Regions from separate parts of the Oryzias latipes genome. Here region 1 is linked to region 2. Evidence: chromatin contacts called from public Hi-C data. All regions are on one chromosome and are shown on one strand. The core of a region is the stretch at or near the end of the contact, and the rest is flanking DNA. Distances in the headings are between cores, read along the strand shown. Region 1 holds the start of sox11 (transcription factor SOX-11). Region 2 has its middle 80 kb from the start of LOC105356921.

Region 1 (2,700 bases), core at 19-2,518, 88 kb before region 2:
TTACACGTTTCTTGAGGGTTTTTTTTTCTCTCTTCAGTATGTGAAGACCAGGTCTGAAAAGTTCGCCTCCAGCCAGTCCCCTGCGATCATCTCACTGAGTTCCGGCGTGCAGTAGTCTGGGAATTCAAAGTGGGAGCCCAGGCTGCCCTCACTGAAAGAGTCCAGGTCCTTATCCACCAGAGACAGGGACAGGTTTCCGGAGTTCCCCAGCTCTGATCCCGGCGCGCTGGGGGCGAAATTCAAACTAAAGTCAAACAATAAATCGTCTGCGTCCTCTCCAGAGGAGGAAGAGGAGCTGCTGCTGCTGCTGCTGGAGGAGGAGGAGGAGGATGTGGAGACCGACCGGGAGGATGCTGGTGAGACGGAGGCGGCCGCGCTCTGCTTGCTCTTGATGTTGTAGAAGAGTCTGTTGTGGCTCCGCACCTCCTCGTACATGCTCGCGCCCTCGGACTCCGCGGAGGAGCTCAAAGTTGGGCTCGCGGGAACTTTGGCTACATTGTAGGGCCGCAGGCGCTCCTCCTCCGCGCGCTTAATCCCCATCCGGTAGTCCTCCTCGTAGTCGTCGTCGTCCTCATCGTCCGTCAGCTCACTTTTGACAGTTTTTGCAACTTTAAAGACGCAGTCGTCCCCGTAGCTGTGCGCAGACTTGGAGCCGCTCTTCTTCATCTTAGAGCACTTCTTGCTGGGAGTCTTCGCCAGCTTTGCGCACTTCTCCGGAGACGGCGCCGAGGACTTGGACGCGTCCAGCTTTGGTTTTTTCTTGGGTCTGTATTTGTAGTCGGGGTAGTCGGCCATGTGCTTGAGCCGGAGCCGCTCCGCCTCCCGGATGAACGGGATCTTCTCGCTGTCCTTCAGCATCTTCCACCGCTTCCCCAGGCGCTTGGAGATCTCCGCGTTGTGCATGTCCGGCGACTGCTCCATGATCTTCCTCCGCTCGATCTTGGACCAGACCATGAAGGCGTTCATGGGTCTCTTGATGTGCCCGGTGGCCGTTTTGCACCAGTCCGGGTTGATCGCCACGGGACTGCACGCCATAAATTCACTCTCCTCCGTGTCCGTCGCCTCCCTGGACATGCTTCCATCCGTCTCGCTGTTGTCCATGTGCTGCACCATCCTCCCCCCCGGTTTTTTCTTCTTCCTTTGACTCCCCCCCCCAAAAAAAATCGCGCTCCAGCTCCTCACCGCCAAGACGGCTCAGCTCTCTGCGTGCGTAATTTTGCGCGCCACGTTCTCCGCGTCTCAAGCTCTGCACTCTTTTTCCAGAGTTACAAACTGCCTTCTTAACTAGTTATCAGCTTTTTCATGTCCCCTGCGTCACACTAATCCACCCAATCACGTCCCGCACTCCGCCCAGCAAACTCCAATCCAAGACTCCCCCCGTTTAACCCTTTTCTCTCCCACCCCCCACCCCCCCCCCCCCCCCGTTCTGCTTCTTTCCCGAACGCGCATTGGCGTGGAAGGTGGGGATTTGTGGTGCGCAGCGTCTGGAGCAGCACAAGCATATTAAACATGCACTTTGCGCTCCCGGGAGCACTTTTTTTTTTGGTTTTTGTTTATTTGTTTGTGCCTCCAGAAATGTTTTTGTTTATTCTTTGAAATGCTGTTTGGCTACAGGTTTTCTAATTGTTCCAAGGTTTTTTTGTTTTTTTTTTTCATCCCCTTCCCCCTCCTCCCTTAGGTTGTATACTGAAGGTGGCGCTTGGACACTGTTGCAGGCGCCTGAGCGCATCCGTGCGTCTGCATGTCTGCGGCCAGATTTAATGTCATTTCTTTTTTACATTCTAATTAAGTCTTAACCCTTTTATGTGACAATTTTCTTTAGTAAAACATAAAAATGTGATTTAAAAATTTTTTTTTAGCCTCAAAGGGTGTTTTTATGTCATATTTTCTTAGTTTCAGTGAGCAGACAGGTCTGAATGAAGGAAGTAGGTCAGTAGCACACTTCCAGTTTCCAGTGACAACACACCTGCAGCATCCCACAGACACGCACAGATGGGTGATTTATGTCTGCTAATTGTGGGGATGCTTAAACTCCGAGAGGCCCAAAAGTAAAGCTGTAATTTTTTTCTGTGCAATTTGAGCAAATGTTGGTGCAGCAATGTGGGTCTTTCAGATGGAAATGTTTTTTTGAATGTTTTTTTTTTTTTTTTGCCTGTGCAGCCACTGCACTGAGCTCTGCTGGCAGGGGGAGAGATGGAAGGCACCCTGCTGAGTCTGCTGTGTCAAGAGGCAGCTGGAGCATCTAGCTGGCGTCTCTCTTGCAGCCCCCCCTCTTCATCCATGCTCCTCCTCCTCTTCCCCCAATGGATCTGGGAGGTAGCCAACAGTGTTGTTGGAGGCTGGGGCGATAAGGCGTCCTGCCTCTGTTTTTTTCTCCCCCCCATCCCATCTCTCGCACTGCTTCGTCCCCTAGAGGGCAATCACTTACCCTTTTGAAACCCCTTCCCCCCACCAAGCCACTGTATTCTCCCCCAGCTGGGGGCTTAAGAAGTGTCTCAACTGATACAGAGCGAATCAGAAAGCACAGCGACAGGACGGCGAGGAGGGTAGAGGGAAATAAAAATGGGGGGCCACATTTGGAGGAAGGGACTTGAGGAGATGGAGGCTGGGGACAGATGGAGGAAGGGGGGGGGGGGGGGCTTTTCCCCACCACCCCTCCTCCCTTGAAACAGCCCTCAGACACTCTCACACAGAGAGAGG
Region 2 (2,700 bases), core at 190-2,689:
CTTATGCTGATATGGAGAATGTCACGGTTGACATTAGGTGATAGGCTGTTATAGGGGACTGGACTTTGATCAATAAGCAGTGAAGATGAGCTGTTCTGCTTCAAGAGGTTGGGGGGGGGCTTTAAAGGCCCACTGCAATCATCTTTAAAAAAAAAAAAAAAAAAAAGTATTTTGCTGGGACACAGTTTCTACAGAGCTGCAGTAGTTCATCAGAAATTCGCCTCTAAGTTTTGGGTTGGGCTCCCCGTTTTTGAGAGCTCTCTGTTTACATGTTCTCCCGCTAGCTAACAGCCCCTCGCAACCCCAACTTAACATTATCAATTCAACAAAAGATAACGAACGCTGTACAGTTTTGAAACAGATGCCAGCTCTGATGAGCAAAATGAGGTTTGAGCAGAGCGGGGATCCTGTGGCCCCGCCCACTGTATTTTCTATGTCACAAATATGCTCTATTTCAAACAGCTTTTTATTGACCGCTCCTAATTTACAACAATTTTTGTGTTTTATAAAATTGTTTTGGATAGTTTGGCCAGGGTTGCGACTTGTACTCAGGTGTGACTTGTAAGTTATTTTTCTTTGAGGATAGATGTCAACAATTGCTAAAGGGTTATTATGGATGTATCAGTTTTTGCTATTAAAAAAAAAAGAGGTGCGCTGTCTTATGCTACGTTCACAAGTGTTTTTATGTTGCACGTTCAAGAACGTGCTTTAAGCAAATGGTGTTCACAAAGGTCTGTTGCATTCCGGTTACTAGGGCATGTACGTACAATTGGAAATAGTCTTGGTGCGAAATTTCAAAGCAAATCAAATCTCACAAATCTTCCTTCCGATTATATGACTGACTTATTAATGTTGTAGAATTCCAGCTACACATAAACCGCAGTTATTAATTTCCACTCTGTGAATAAAAAGGGACGCCATCCATACCTCACTGCCTGATTGGTCAATGTTTGAACTGGTTTACCTTTCAACGGGCATCAATGGTTGCATGTTTTGTACGTAGAGCCCAAATATGATCGTAGAAACTTGCATAACGACACATTTACGTGGTTTTGCACAGACCTTTAATTAAAACGCTTGAACATGGGTTTCCAGTGGCCACGTGAATGTAGCTTTATAGCTGAGCTCTGCACAGGAAATGCAGTAAATTTGTACCAGCATTGCAGGATTCTAACCAGCTAACCACAAAGTGTCCGAACAGATTTGATTGTCTTCATAAACCTGTTTAAGCCCCCCCCCTTTTTTTTGCTTGTGTGCCTTTTGCCGACTTCGTCCCCATGATCCTCCAAGCCGTCTCCTTTTCCCGTCTGAGCCAAAGCTCACCAGCAGGCTTCACTTTCAGCAAGTACCACCATTCATCACCAGGCAGGGGTGCTGGATCAGGGGGCGTGGAGGAGGAGGAGGAGGAGGAGGGGGGCTAGGCAGGGGGCCAGCAGCGGGGCAGTTTCCCCCCTCGTTCACCCACCTCCTCATCCTTCTCTCCACAGGCTGTTGAGAATATAAGCCTCTGCCACAGACAGCAGCCACACTCCTCTCTTACAACCTTTACAATGGAGCTGCAAATGTATTCAGGGGAGGAGAGACCTGCTACCTTCCATTGCTCCTTCACCCTTGTCTGTTGCCCCCTCCTATTCAGTGTTTTTTTTTGTCTGTGACGCCTCCTTCCCTTGACTCTACCCCCTCATCCCTGTCCCCTCGCTTCTACCCCCCCCTCCCCCTTTGGGGCATCATTCCTCCTACTTTGTTCCGCCACTCCTGGACCCCAACGTCTGGGCAGTCCTGATAGCAGAGGAGAAGCGGCGGCCTATCCATCTGCCTGCCCGGGCCTGCCAATAAAGGCGCAAGAGCAGAGGTCGTCATTCATAACAATGGCCATTAACAATGCTAACAGCGCTGGGAAGTGAGGAGTTGTTTGGGGAGGAACAAGGGGCTTGCAGTAGGGGCCCCGAGTGGGACCTAGGGTCTGTCGCCGGGCAGAGTTGGAGATTGCAGAGATCCGATAGGTTTACGGGACACACAAGGCTCTAAAGCCTGTTGTTGGGGCATTAGGCAAGGCCTCAGCCTCCCAGGTCTGTAAAGAAATATTGATTTCTCTCTCTTTTTTTCCTTCTTCTTCCTGTGGTCAGACAACATTTGAAGTGCCGTCCATGAGAAGCCAGACGCTCTCACATTTCCCCGTGGCTTCATGCCCAGTTACTGCCGAGTCTGCAGTTCGGTTATTTTAGGTGTTGCTGAGTGTTCTTATATTCCAACCTGAAAGTTCTTGAACCTGAAAAGTAAAACAGAACCAATGACGGACAAAAAAAAAAAAGAGTGGAAGTCATTGACTGGATCATCAAAGATGTACCGTGGATTCTTTGAACTCGTGACAGCCACACAATAGCTGTAATGATGCCCAAGTAGGCCAAATTTTACCTCTAGTACTTCCCCGGCTTCCCTCCCGAGTTTTGACACATTTTCGCATTTATCAGGAATGCCTGTCTGTCTCCAATAACAACAAAAGGCACCCCCCCACACACACACACACACACACACACACTCTCTAAGGAGCAGCACCACGTGAAGCCTCCTGTGAAACAGTTACAGTAGGCCCTCCGTCACCGTGCCTCACATCCCTCCAATCAAACTGTCAAAAAAGCACAGCCCCCCCCCCCCCCCCTTTTTTTTTGTATTGGGAGTTTTTAATTAGATTTGGATGGA

Evidence for each region. Hi-C and Micro-C count contacts between places; a contact is called where the count stands out from the background.
Region 1: a Hi-C map of embryo shows a contact between it and region 2, with 1.6 times the contacts expected there. The contact joins the promoter of sox11 here to the enhancer-like site in region 2. A contact is called at or near these places in 2 of 5 Hi-C or Micro-C datasets (both in embryo).

The regions. Positions count from the first base shown.
Region 1 is chr22:10,642,397-10,645,096 of ASM223467v1, reverse strand. sox11 (transcription factor SOX-11) reads right to left here and starts at 1,268. Exons shown (of 1, transcript XM_011490563.3): 1 at 1-1,268. The coding sequence starts at 1,113. The coding sequence ends at 34.
Region 2 is chr22:10,554,095-10,556,794 of ASM223467v1, reverse strand. No RefSeq gene overlaps it. Among protein-coding and RNA genes, the nearest start is that of LOC105356921, 80 kb to the right of the region's middle. Within about 2 kb of position 1,439, at least 5 of the 8 cell types and tissues checked have an H3K27ac peak or open chromatin away from gene starts, as enhancers often do. A contact at or near this core is called in embryo, where this site is marked.